2 separate regions of the Mus musculus genome follow, and region 2 is linked to region 1. A link is a contact called in public promoter capture Hi-C data. All regions are on one chromosome and are shown on one strand. Each heading gives the region's core, a stretch centred on a gene start, on an enhancer-like site or on the middle of the called end of the contact. The rest is flanking DNA. Distances are from core to core; before and after follow the strand shown. Region 1 holds the start of 8430430B14Rik (RIKEN cDNA 8430430B14 gene). Region 2 overlaps Dync2li1 (dynein cytoplasmic 2 light intermediate chain 1).

Region 1 (6,884 bases), core at 3,163-5,662:
ATGATGTTACTTTCGTCTTCTGGCACACTGTTCACCCCCAAGTTCTTATTCCAGTGACCGGGAGATAAGTCATGGGAGTGGCCAATCCAGAAGTCCTGTACATTGCCTCAGTTCATATCTGCTTTGTTCTGAATAGGTTGGAAAATTACTACTTAGTGTTATAGTATTCAGAAGCAAGGCCTTTACAGAGTACTAAGACACAGAGGCAGAGCCCCTATGAATGGGCTTGTGTGCCGGAAGCCTGTTCCTCTCCGAGGCAGTGCCGAGGTGGCGGGACCATTAAGAGGTAGCACCTCGTAGGAAGTACTCCGGTCCTGGTGGCTCCACTCTCAGGAAAGGATAACCCTGATCTCTGGAAGTGCACTGGTCTGGTGAGGGTGACTTAGTTCCTACCTCGTTACACAAGAGCAAGCTTGGCCTCTCCTCTCCTGCTTCCTGGCCCAATGCTCAGCGCACAAAGCTGGATGCCTCAAGCAGTCCCAGTTGGTCACCGAAGGCCCGGAGGATCCCGGGAGACCCACTGGTCTTCAGTACACTGTTTGCAAGGCTGAAGAAGCTGCATTCTCATGTCGGTGGAGGCATGTGGCAACGGGGTGCACGTGCTCGGAGCACGCGTAAGACCCATAGATGAGCTGACAGCGATGAGAAGGCGGCACGAAGGCCAAGCTTCTCCTCTTGGACCTCCTTTTATCTGGTTACCACAACTCCTTTTATCTGGTCACTCAGATTTGGGGTGGGCCATTCCATCTCATATAACCTGACCAAGCAAATCCCTCACAACCATGCCCCCCCCCCACCCACTTATCACTCAGTTGCCTCCAAATGGAGTCAAGTTGACAACCAAGATTCACCACCATGCCCACACTCAGCTGTCTGGTTAAAGCATCTTAAACAGACTAAGACAAGCTCCCTCTGGTTTCAGCACTGTTTAATGGCTATCTATGGTAAAAGAGGACCATGGAGTGCTGTCTGGACTCTTGGTCACCCTGTGCCCATCAGAAAACCAGCTGGTTCAACACAGTGTGAAAGCAGAGGGGACAGTGATGTGAGGGGTTAACACTGGCTACCCCTCCCTGGCTGGCTCCCCTCAAGAGGATGGTCTAAGGAGCGAGGGCCACAGAGTGCCCCTCTGTTCATTTACAGGCAAGCCGTGGGCCCAGCTTGACTATGTGTGTTCATCTCCCATTTTCCCAAACCACAATTCAGGCCCCGAAGAGTGAACACCTGTGGTCTTTGACAGGCATGTTTCTCTATAGAGCTAAACTGTCTTGACCCTTGACAAGTTCTAGACTCTAGAGGCGTGGCTCATCTTCCATGCCCCAATATCCCAGAGGGGCTTTGAAGAAGACATTGTGTGCTTATTTGTCGAGGTCAGAGCACAGGGAGTTGTCGAGGTCTAGAGTTGCTTTTTCTCTTTGACCAGGTTGGTCCCAGGGACTGATCTCAAGTAGTCAGGGTTGGCTGCAATTGCTTTTGCCCAGCTGCTCCTAGGCACTGTGCTTCTCCTGGCTTAGGGTGCCTCTCTCAGGCCTCTGCTTCTCCAGTGACCAACACGCTGCCCTCCCCTCAGCCCTGTTCCTTTCTCCCCTCTCTAAGCTGACGACAGGTTCCTGCTCTGTCCTCCTCAGTGTTCCAGACCAGCAAGGCTCTCATCCAGCAGTTGGTGAATCAGGTTCAGGCCTGGGGGATGGCAATCTGACAGCAGGAATGGAAGGTCAAGTTCAAGGTCACAGATCACGTCCTTAGAAGGTGCCTTACAGACGAGCTTTTATTGTCTTATCCTAACTCATCTGTAGACAGGGGCCTCAATCCTTGGTTTGCCAAACCCTAATGGTCCCTTTCTGAGTTTTCCTGGGCAACAGAACTGTTCATTTTAAATAAGTCACTTTATAACCCCCTCTATAATTTTAATTATGTGTATGGGTGTGCACCTGAGCGTGGGTATGCACATGTGAGTGCAGGTGCCTGAGGAGGTCAGGATGGGGTGTCACATACCCTGAGCTGGAGGTACAGGTGGTTTGTGCAGCCTCTGATGTGGGTGCTGGGAACTGAACTCGGGTCCTCTGGAAGAGCAGCCAACACTCTTAACCACTGAGCCTCCCTGTAGACATCTCTACCTCTCTTTTAAAAAGATTTATTTTATGCTTTCTCCCTGATTTAAGTATACTATTTTATCTCGTCTCTGGAACCAACCTGGAAGATAAGGCACCTGGTTCCTAGGGATATTAAGCCACCTATCCAAAACTATACTGGGTAACAGGTGGGATAGGCTCATATATTGAGTTCTGATACCCTGACTCTCCAGAGGGTCCCACATCATCTGGAGTCATCTATGAATCTTCTGTACTTTGACTTTTGTTTCTCCTATGCCCCCCCCCCCTCCATGGCAGCCACATGCCAAACACACCTGCCTTGCCAGCCCCTTCCCTGGGCAATCTTTGTTCTGGGGACACCTTCCTTGGGTACATCCTACGCACCAGTCCTCCAGACACACCCCGTGGACTCAGCCTCAGATTCCCAAAGGTCCGGCCTCCACCCTGCAGAAAGAACAGGTCTGACCCACTGGGCTGGGGGAAGCTGAGTCGCAGACCTCAGGCTGAATAGCTGCTTTCTTCTCACTCCCCTCCCCTCCCCAGCAGAGCGATCACTCATTAACCCTTCAAACCAGATAACCCTTCATGGGGGAAGAGAACATGTGCTTATCCTGGGTCATAAAACATCAATATTGACTTCTCAGGGTAAGGCCAAAGGGGATATGGGGGCTGGTGGGGCTTCCCCTCTGTGGTGCTGAGGGGCCGGCTCACCTGACTTCCTTCTCTGTGGGGAATATCTAAACCAGGTCTCCAATACCTGAAGAAGCCCGATCCCTGCCTGCTCCCCTTCAAAGGCAATCCCTACACCAGGGGCTCAACTCTTCTCTGCTCCTGGAAGGTATTTAAGGTCCCTCTCTTTCTGTATGGGGGTCCCTCTAATCTGACCACAGCCCAAGGTCCTAGGTCTGGACACAGTCTGTCACTGCTATCTTTCCTAACTCTGGGATCTGGACAAGTGATGGACTTGTGTCTCCTTTTTCTAATTTGTGAACGTGGCGTAGAACAGCCCCCTAGCGCATAAGCTATTAGGCTAGTCAACGGAGATCATGTTCAGGAGTGTGTGCTCCTATAGAAGGTGTCCCTCTCTACCTCTGCTCTTGGTATGTGTATCTCTTTATGCCTTCCTCCTTGCTCCTGGCCAAGCTTCACCATCATCCTCGTCCCTCTGGCACATAGTGAGTTAACTCCTTGGTCTCCATTAGGGGCGAGAGGAGGGGTCTACACCTATGTGGGTCTCCAGAGAGCTCCACATCACCTCGAGGGCAACATTCATCCATACATTGCATTTGCCTCTTTGACTCCTCCAGAGGACGAGGCGCCCAGTGGGGGAATTTTCAGTCCCTTCTGAAAGGGACCTCTCCTGAAAGCCGGGCTGGGCAAGCACAGGTAGTAGTAGAATATCCTTGAGCCCCACCCAGGGCCTGCGCCCTCCCCTCTCCTTCTCTTTGTCCCTTCCCTACTCCAGCCTCGCCTTGCCTGAAGCTGTGGGACACCCAAGGCCCCAGTCCTGAGAGCTTCCAGAGGGGCTGTAACCCTGGGTGCTGGTCAATGATTAATACTGAGCAAACTCAGGACCAGGCGAGGGCTCCCAGCAGGGCTGGGATCAGACAAAGGCCCCCCTGTCTGGCTGAGACACCATCTTGGTGAACAGTTACTGATTACCCTGTCAACTCCAGCAGAGAGGTGGGGTGGGTGGCTGCTATCTCGCCAGGGTGGAGGGTGCTCTGGAGGTGGGGGAACGTGGGTGGGAGATGGGTTAAGCTCTTGAGCTCCGGCTTCACTTTTATGAGCTGCACGGGGTGAGGCTGGTAGCATGAGGGTCTGCGGTGCTCAGGGTGTTTCCGTACCTGTCTGTCACAGGGTTGAGGAGAGACAGGTGCCTGCCTCCAATAACAGCTCTCGGCCACTCCCTTCTAACGTTCCAACACTTCCTCCCTTCCTTACAAAACCGGTTGTCTTCTTTGTGCTGGGCCATAGAATCCCCCTGGCTGCCCCACCACCACTTAGCCCCACAAACTTCTATGTTTTCCGCCTCACCTCGAAATGTTCTTAAAAATTCTTCCTCCCTCCCTTCCTCCTCTTCTTCCTCCTTCAGGAACCTCTGTCAGTTTCCTACCTTGTCATCCTGGTCTCCTCCTGCCTGGGTCCCGTCTGCTACATCTTACCTTAATGGTGCTCATCTCTTTCCAGGGTCTTCCTGCACTGGGCACCCTCTGCTTCCATGTCTTGCTGCCCAGCCTTCAGCGCACCACAGGTGCATGGCCTAGGCCAGCTCTGCCTGGCAAGTCGGGGGACTTCAGTTCCAAGGACAGAACAAGTAGGGAGTGAACAGAGTGCCAGGAGAGCTGGAGGGGCCCGTGGGACTCCTCCACACCCCTCGCTTTTCCTCTAGGACTAAAGACTGGAGATTAGGAGACAATGGGCATACCAGTGGGCACAGTTCACCCTGCACAGAGATGCTGGTGTCTATGATGTCCTTCATTGACAGAGCCACCTCGCCGTAGGCAAACACCCCAGCTAGGCATAAGGAGTACCTTCTGAGGGCCTGAGGGGGAATGCCATTGGGAGGTGAGGGGAGCTCAGAAGACCCCGTGGGGGCATTCCACTGCCAACTGCATCCCCCACTATCCTGGTCCTGGAGTTGCCTTAGCTTGTGAAGTTCATTAAGTCCAGACTTGCCCTGAGGACCTTAGCGATGAAGAACAAGGGCACCGAGACCCAAGTGAAAGGCAGGGAGAGCGAGGGCGAGACTAGTAAGTGGGCTACAGTGGGTGGATAAGGTGAGCGCCCAGGGGCCAGCTCCCCGGAGGCCAGCTCCTCTCTCCCTTGCCCAACAGGTTTTCTGGGCAGAAAACTCAGCTCCTAAATCTAATCTCAACAGGAGGGCGCCACCTGCTGTTGGGGAGGCTAATGTGCCCCTTGCAGATTGGACTGGAGAACTTGGCGTGGAGGCTCCTCAGGGAACAGATGCTCAGTTTGGGACTGTAGTGCATGGACTGAGCCTAGAAGACTCTCAGCAGGCTTAACTGCAAACCATGAGGCGCCTCCCTCCTCTTTGCCTTCTACGGCTCCACTCATTCCGGCCACCCTAAGGGAGTCTCTTGTCTTCAACTGGACCTCCAGTGTCCACAGCCCAGTGTCCTCAACCTCCTTCAAGGCTTCTTGTAAGAGCTAATATTGGGACGGGGGCTTCAGGGCCAGAATTCTTTCCCAGAAGCAAGCAGGGCTCAGCCTGCCGCTGGAGCCGGGCCGCTCTGAGATGGGCAGGGTGGGCTCCGCTACATCTTCCGCTGAGGAGTTGGGCTGACACCTTTGTGCCTCCTCCTAAAGGCCTCTTGGCATGTTTCTGCTCTAGGCAATAGCTGGGGACCCAGGTTCCCCTCCAGGACCACCTTCCCTGATACCCTACTATCTCACAAGACTGATTCCTTCATGCCTCACTAAATTCCTGCGCGACCTTACTGATTTCTAACGCCCCTTGCCTGGCTCACACATCTCTTCTGACCTGTCCAACTTCATTTGCAACACTCTTTCATGGTGTGGAACTCTACTTGGTGGGGCTTACTCCACACTCTCCAGTGGGGTTAGCTCCCATATGCATGGATTGCCACCCCCCCCCCCCCTTAGGCTTCGTAGATTGCCGTACTGGGAGCTTCCCGCATTAAATGGAGCTTCCTGAAAAGAGTCAGCCTCCATATCTACAGCCTAAGAATTGGGCAGGAGTGAACAAATGAGCACATGAGTAAATCCATAGCCAAAGGTGAGAACCCAAAAATGTAGTGTTCTGATCAAACAGAAGAGCAGCTGCTCAGGCCTGGCCCATGCTCTCGCTCCTTCTCTGAGTGCTATCTCCCACCCCGATTGCCTAGAGATCCTTAGGAGACCTACGTGGGCACCATTCTAGGAGCCCCTAGCGGAACCCCAAGCTCAGAATGATCTTCCCTGACTATACGTCTTTCTCCCTGTGTCCAGGAGCTAGCCCCATCTCTCGGACAGCCACCAAGAGTTCCTCATCTTATAAGTGGACAGGTCTCCTTTTGCAACAGGGAGCTCGGCTCAGGATTGGTCAGGGGACCCAGGTTGTTCCACCTGGCTGCTGTCTGGCTGTGCAACTGGCCACCCTCAGAAAGCTCCTATTACGACGTTTGGACCTCAAGCCTTTTCTGGTCTCATCAGAGGCTATCTCATGACCTGTAACACCATGACCTTTCTGAGAGCAAGGGAAACATGGAAAGCGTGGCTTCTGTGGGTAGGCATGGAAGATCTCCCACCAACATCCCCGCCCCCAGTGTGAATAAGTCATTTCACATTGACTTACTAAGAGGGAAGCTATCCACAGTACCACACACTTAAGAAGCCCCACAGAGAGGTCTTCTGCTGATGGCTAGAGGCCTCATTCAGGTGTCCCTTGGAATCAGCCTCAGATACCCACAGTCCCTCCCAACATCTTTATTACAGCCTAAGGAGACCATAAGCAGAGTCGCTAGGCAAAGCTGTTTCCAAATTCCTCAACTACCAGGAGTCTGAGTGAATACCTTACTTGCAGCTGCAGTTGTAGGCCAGTTCATTCTGCCACACTAGGTAACCATTGTAGAGTTAGATGCTTTTACTGCAGTAAGCGCCTAGCCACGAATTCACAACGAGTCTTAAAGAAAGGCTTGATGTCTCGAGTCAAAAGTGCTAAGCCACCAGAGGAACTTACACAGGCATGTGGGTGGCAGGGTTGAAAATCACACTCCATGGGCTGGTGAGGTGGCTCAGTGGTTAAGAGCACTGGCTGCTCTTTCACCT
Region 2 (7,612 bases), core at 3,039-5,538, 640 kb before region 1:
GATGCCTGTTTTATGGATCTGAAATTAGAAGCGCTTATTTATATAACTAGTAAGCTGGAAAAGTGCTTTTAAATCAAAGTCGTCTGTTTTCCAGCTATACTTCTCTCTCTCTCTGAAAACACGGCTCTGATTAGCAGAGGACACTGCCATCACCACAGACAGTGGGCTCCACTCCTACACATTAAACATAAATCTAAATCTAAACTCTACAACAAAACAACCCATTTAAAAATAGATTCCAATAACTCCAAAGAGATAGCTGTTGGCCAAGAAGCACATGAAAAGATGCTTGAGGACTGAAGAGATGGCTCAGAAGGTTCAATCCCTGGTTTACAAGCGTCTATGACTCTAGTTCCAGGGGGTTCTGACGCCCTCTGCTGGCCCCTGTAGGTACTGCATGCATGTGGTACACAGATACACATAACATGCAGGCAAAACAACACTACACATAAAATTTTTTAAAATGCTCAACAATTTCAATTATTAGAAAGTTGTCAAAATGAGAGTGTGCTCACAGCCGTTAGGGTAGCTGTTATCTAAGAAAAGACATAGGAAGTAAGTGCTGCTGAGAATACAGAAAATTTAACTGTGCATCAAGGGTATAAAACAGTGTAGCAGCTTTGGAAAACAGTGTGGCGTTCCTGAAACAACACAACAGAAACACCACGTGGTTCAACATTCCATTTCCAGGTCTATGCCCAAATTCTGAAGAATATTTGTTATTTGTGTTTTGAGACCTTGTAGCCCTGGCTGTTCTGGAACTTACTATGTAGCCAAGGTTGGCCTTGAACCATCTGCTTGCCTAGGTCCCAGACTGCTGGGATTATAGGCACGAGCCACTATGCCCAGGGGGAAGCTACGACTGAAACAGGATGTGGATATCAGTGTTCATGGCAGCGGCATCCACGATAGCCAAAGGGCAGAACAGCCCAAAAGTCCATGGACGGATTGATGGGTGAACAGACCGTAGGATATACAGATGGTGAAGCATTGCGCACTATTACAAAGGAGGGAAGTTCAACACATGCTATACTATGACCTTGAGGACATTATACTAAGTTAAATAAACTACAAAAAGGCAAATACTCCATGACCTCATTATATAAGACACCATGGAGTCAAACTGCTAAGAGCCCACAGGAACTTTCCTGCAGGAAGACCACGAAGTCCTAGGAATGAATGTGGTAGTGCTGGCTGTACAACCGTGGACATGTGCTGGCTGTACAACCGTGGACATGTGCTCAAAGCCGCAGAAGACCTCACCAAGACGTACATCAGTGGGAGATGTTATGTTGTGTATATTTTAGCCAACTGAAACACACACACACACACACACACACACAAACACACACACACACACACACACGAATGCTTTAGAAAATGGTCAGAATAAGTATGTAGACATTTAATCATGGCCAACAATTTTTTTTTGAGACAAAGTTTCTCTGTTTCTCTGTGTAGGCCCAGCAGTTCTGGAGCTCACTCTGTAGACCAGGCAGCCCTGGGATTGACAGAGATGCGCCTGCCTCTGCCTCCCAAGTGCTGGCGTCCCATCTGTGCACCATCACGCCCGACTCAGAGCCAACATTCTTACTCAACAGGCAAATATTCTGCTAGGAGATAAAAATGATGCTATTCAGGTTTTTTGTGGGGTCAGTCAAACCAGCTATTTTGGGTAATGCATACAAAACAATATCTAAATTCTGTGCCCATGGTCTCAATTTAGTAAGGATACTTTAGATACTAATAGCAAACATATCTGTAAAATTACTGTCTTTCTATGTCACCTAATTAAGTTTATAAACAGTCTGCTTCTCTAAAGACTCATATACTAAATATGTACTAGTAAAGAAACTAATTTTACTCTTAGAGCTTTAGCGTATCATAGTTTGGTTCTGTTTTATAAGACGGTCATAACCTTTTTACTATGGTCAAATAGTACAACATAAAAATCACTTTTAACCCTGAAAGCAGGCAGGACAGGGACAGATTACCTAACATTTTGTTTCTAGCACTGTGTCTCTCTGTCCCTTCTTTATGGAAAATGTTAGCTAAGTAAACAGCTTAAAAATTCTTAAAGTGAGACTGGTCCACAGGAAATGTTCTTTTGCAAGTTAATCTGAGAGGGCTAGGCCGACTCCATGCCAGGCTTCAAGTGGGCAGTTACGGAGACGAGGCCTAAATTTCTGTTTCCAAGAACTGGGCAAGTCCATGCAGTCCAGGCCTCAGAAGCCGCCCCTGCCACCTGGCCTGAGGCAAGGACAATGGGTCAGCGGCAGTGTCCAGACTTCCTCAGCTACTTCCTCAGTAACAGTTTCCAGACCTCCCCAGCAAGTTTCCAGCCCCCACACCCCAGTAATGGAATGTCTGTAGAGATGGTCCCAGCAGATTAGCATGGAGGTCACCTACCCTGGAATTCCCTAATGTGCTTTAAATCGGACTGTGAGCTCACTTGGGTGTCTTTCTATCTTGGCAATGAATGGGAGAGCCCAGCATGTGGGACTTGTGCAGAATAAAACACTCGTTGCATTTACATACGATTTGAGTCCGGGGAGCCATTCTTCAGCGAACTGTGGACCCTTACAAACCAAAGTCTGCTCTATGAACATTATGTCAAGGGTAAACAATATCTAATTGCATGTGACAATATGTCAGTTTCTCAATGTGCTGGGGTTTGCCCTAAACAAGAAAATTATGTGTTAAACTAATTCCAGTTTAAAAACTCTCTGTGGTTCAACTACAGGAAGGAAGATCCTCACTAACCGCACCCAACTTTGGACCCAGACCTGGGCCTAATTCATTACAACCGGGTCCTTCCTCTCTCCCAAAGCTGGCTCCAGCTGTCCTGGAGCCTAAGGACATGTCAGACCCCACACAGTGAGGTATTAAAGAAACATGGAAAGTTTTCACCTCCTGTAGAAACCCGAATTTCCACGAGTCTGTCTGGCCTAGTCGTACACAAGTCTGTCCTAGTCGTATACAAGTCTGTCCTAGTACAGGCAGAAGTGGGCTTCTGCTTGCAGCCTTCCTGCCTCTTGGCAACACAAGGTGGCAGCGGGCTCTTAGCTCCTCCCCACCCTCCCCATCTCCACTCTTACTGCCTCTTCTCAATGGTCAACTACAAAGTGCTACCTCCTAGGAAGCTTTGCTTAAGTCCATTCAAGAGCCCGGCAGTGGCCGTGCACACCTTTGATTGCAGCACTCCGAAGGCAGAGGAAATCTCTGAGTTCAAGGCCAGTCTGGTCTACAGAGTTCCAGGGTAGCTAAGACTACCTCAAACAGAGAAATCCTGTTTGAGAAAAAAAAGTGGGAGGAAGGAAAAGGAAGAGGAAGAAGAAAGAGGAAGAGGAAGAAGCAGCGGAAGGGAAGAAAGAAAGTAAGGAACAACAACAACAATAACAACAACAACAACAACAACGTCAAATGTAAAACTATGTAGCTGTAAGTTTTTCTTAACAAACCAACCAACCAGCCAAAACAAAATAAAAGAAAACCAAACCAAACCAAACAAACAACACCCCCTCAACAACTAATGTCCCAGGGAAAAGGTATTTATAAGCAGAATCGCAGGGTCTCCACGTGTATATACACAGCCTAACTGAAGGGCCTCCACGTATATACACAGCCTAACTGAAGGGCCTCCATATATATACACAGCCTAACTGAAGGGCCTCCATGTATATATGCAGCCTAACTGAAGGACCTCCACGTATATACACAGCCTAACTGAAGGGCCTCCATGTATATATACAGCCTAACTGAAGGGCCTCCATATATATACGCAGCCTAACTAAATGGCCTCCATGTATATACACAGCCTAACTGAAGGGCCTCCATGTATATATACAGCCTAACTGAAGGGCCTCCATGTATATACACAGCCTAACTGAGCATCTTGTCACCAAATGAAGCTTCCAGTACTGGGAACAGGTTACACCTAATTAAATTGTTGGCCAAAGGGGCTCCATTCCAATCCCCAAACAACCTAGGCTGTTGTCAAGGCTGCTCTCCACAAACTGGCAACAAGGCCCCACTGCTAAAGGCAACATCTACACAACACACTGAGCACAGAGAAATCAAGCTGGTGACTACACAGAGCCTTCACCCCTGTGGGCTAGCGTCTTTGGAACAACAAGGTACTCTGCGCACTACTGAAGGAGAAACGTACACACCAACTCAGCTACAAACCCTTCTGTGTACAACAGTGTCCCGCCTACAAGATGTGCTGGTGCAAATGGTGCACAAGGCTTGTGAGAGGAAACAACCGAGATCTGACTTCATTTAAGGGCCACTCCAGAAGAGGGAACCACACCCAACAATGCTTGCATAACCAAGAACCTGACACTAGCTAGCTTAGGGACCTTGGATAAAACTAAACACTTGTGTTCCACTAAAAGAATACAGCAATTTAGTGACTACTAAGAACACTCCGCTGCCCTCACAGATCAGTAGTGCTCAGCCACATCAGAGACAGGAACAGAGATCCACAGCCACACATGCTGAGAACCAGAGTCCTGGGACCACTCAGCTTTAACCCCACTGTCTCTATTGAATGCTTCCTCTCTCAGGGCTCAGGGAACCCTGCTGGAGAGGAGGCAGAAAGACTGTAAGAGCCAGAGGGGCTGGAAGACACCTAGGAAACAAGGTCCTCTAAATCAACAGGTCCTGTGCACACATGAGCTCAGAGACTGAGGCAGCATGCACAGGACCTGCACGGGTCTGCACCAGATGGGGTCCCAGAAGCTATGAAAACCTTACAAATGGAAACTTAGTTCTGTCCAATGGAGTCTGTGGTGACTTCTTAGTTGTCAACTTGACCACAACTGGAATGAACTAAAACCCAAGTGGCTGGATATGCTTGTGAGAGATTTTTTAAAATCTGAATCTCTGAGGTGGGAAGATCTCCCTTTAATCTGGGCCACATCATCTACTGGCCGCCTATCTAAGGCATGAAGAAGGAAGCTGGCTCTCTGCTTCCTCTCACTCTTGCTAGCAACTCCACTTCAGGATTCCAGCACCTACTGAACAGCAGCTGAGACATCCAGCCTGCTCCCCACTGCAAAGCCCAAGAGGAAGCCTGCTGGTGAAAACAGTCCAGTTGTGGGGCCCCAGGCCATACTGGACGCCTTACTGTAACTCCAGCTCTGGGAGAGCCGGTGCTCTCTTCTGAGCTCCACAACCATGGGCACTCATACCCCACACGTGTGCATGCACACATGCACATGTATGTATGTACACACAAGTACACATACACACACACACACTCACCCACACAGACATACATGCACAGCTAAGCGCGCGCGCGCACGCGCACACACACACGCACACACACACACACACACACACACACGCATGCATGATACTGCATGCTTTTAATCCTTGTACTCAGAAGACAGTCAGGTGGATCTCTGTGAGTTCGAAGCTACCTGGGGCAATATTGCCAGACCCTGTCTCAAAACAAATGAGAATAAAGTTCTATGAATGAGAAAAGCAACTGTCTTGCAAAGAAGACATGATTTTGTCCCTAGGGCTCTTCACGCCTGAAGTGTGACAAATACTTGCGAGGTCCTCTGTAAAGGTTTAGGCAACAGCAATGGTTTGTGCCAGTCTCTAGTAAGAAGTATTCCAGATTTAACGTATTTTTTTCTTGGCTAAGATCAGGTCCCAGCAGCACAGAAATGTCACAAGTTTCCACATCTGATATGGCCAATGCGTGGGAGCATCTGTGGGTTTGGGGTTTACCCCTGGGTTCTGATTCAGTAGAGAGACCTCTCTTCAACACAAGCATCCTTTGGATGGAGGCCAGTGACATTAGTGCGTTAAACTCCACGGGAGACTGACACCAGCCAGCTGAGACAAATCCCATGGCTGAGTTAACTCACACTAAGATCGAGTGGAAAGAATCAAGCTTTTCATACTTCTGAAAATGAATTCATCACCCAAATCCTACTGGACACTTTTCCCGCTAGCAGGCTTGTAAAGCACATTGCTGGCAGCGAGCGCCTCACTCAGCCCTGGCAGGAGCCTCGGCTCTTTCAAGACTTCTCTGGAAGCACTATAGTCCCAGCTCATGGGAAGAAAGGGGCTGTGGTCACCCCAGACACTATAAACCTGGCCCCTGGAAACCCGTGACTCTCGCTCACCTTAAGGTGTCGACTGTGATTGGTATGCTGATTAAGTCCAGCAAGGAGGTTCCTCCACCCAGTTCCCAAAAGTGAGCAATGTCTTTTGGCTGAAAGAAAGCAGAGGGTTTAAAAATATTCAATTTTAAGCTTTAAGTGTTTTGCTATACTTTACTAGCACCTAGCAGTAATAATTATAGGTACAAAATATTCAGCCCTCATGAACCCTTTCTTTTTTCTTGAAACTTTTTCCTTCCTCTCTTCACACCTTGAAATACATCAAATGCATTCTACAGAACAAAGGAGCTGTCAGAGATAAACGCTTTCCTGTGAAAATAAACACCAACTCTGTTTATACCTAGTAGAAGATACTCACAGTGCTCCCCTTCATAAATAACAATAGCATATGAAATATACACTGAAATAAAATTTAGTTATAATTCAGTTGTGCACGCTCGGGGTTCTCGATGGACACATGACAGTGAATGAGAGCATTCTGATGTAAAGTACAGGTGCTCACAAATGAGTGGGCTGCACAGGTAAGACCTGAGCAAAACCTAGGCCCAGGCAAGACTGTTCCCTGAGGAACCCAAGAGGCTACCATTGGTGATGACAGTTGTGGAGGGTGTGTGTGGGGTAAGGCTAGTGTGCTTTTCAGTTTGGAAGACTCTTCAGCTAAGAGAGGATTGACAAGGCTAAGTAGCCATGCAGTTTGAACCTGTGTGATCCAGGACCACCCCTCAGGACTGCCCACTGGGGCGTCTCCCCATTGTCAGCAAATGCTCTGAAGAGCAAGCACTTTTGTGCTGTACAAGGAGCTGTTGTGTGTTACATCTAGAACTCATAATAAAATATTTAACCTGACAAAGATGTGAGGCTCTGAGAAGAGATTTAGAAAGTCCCCGTGTTACAGTCCAAAGTTTAGAGGAAAAACAGGTGACAGGCAGTCGTCACCTGGGATTTCATGTGCCTGCTGCCATGAACGAGGATGGTGGATAGTAGTTAAGCTCATTTTAGACGAATATATGCTATTTTCCTTTCCTCGGGACAAATTCTCATAATCTCTAAAACCATTTTACTGTTGTTGATACTCAATCACTAATGTTTGTGGAATCAATCAGTTTTCACTGGAAAATCTCCTTTGCTTCACAATGTGACAAAGGAAGGCTTTACTGCCCTTCTCAGAAGTCAAGATTGTGAGAGCGGTTTCAAGTTTCCCATAAAAAGGATAGCTCACATCATAAACTATGTGAACCACAAAATGAGATGCTCCTCCTGCATCTCAGTGTGTCCTTTTCTTCTAATTTCCCAGTTTTAATAACCCACTTTTGTAGGTAGATCTGGAAACCAATAGCAGGCACTTTCGATTCTTGTACATTTATGTGTCGTATAACTCTTTCTTTTCTCTTTCTTTCTTTCTTTCTTTCTTTCTTTCTTTCTTTCTTTCTTTCTTCCTTCCTTCCTTCCTTCCTTCCTCCCTCCCTCCCTCC

What was found. Promoter capture Hi-C pulls out the DNA fragments that hold promoters and counts their contacts.
Region 2: a contact with region 1 is called in a promoter capture Hi-C map of liver, with 2.9 times the contacts expected there. The contact joins the enhancer-like site here to the promoter of 8430430B14Rik in region 1. A contact is called at or near these places in 5 of 39 promoter capture datasets (the C10 cell line, liver, neutrophils and 1 more) and 1 of 9 other capture datasets (adipose tissue).

What each region holds. Positions count from the first base shown.
Region 1 is chr17:83,996,080-84,002,963 of GRCm38.p6, reverse strand. It overlaps 8430430B14Rik (RIKEN cDNA 8430430B14 gene), which reads right to left and starts at 4,412. Exons shown (of 2, transcript NR_130994.1): 1 at 4,259-4,412.
Region 2 is chr17:84,634,852-84,642,463 of GRCm38.p6, reverse strand. Dync2li1 (dynein cytoplasmic 2 light intermediate chain 1) reads right to left here. Exons shown (of 13, transcript NM_172256.2): 5 at 6,144-6,232. Among named protein-coding and RNA genes, the nearest start is that of Dync2li1, 12 kb to the right of the region's middle. Within about 2 kb of position 4,288, at least 11 of the 459 cell types and tissues checked have an H3K27ac peak or open chromatin away from gene starts, as enhancers often do.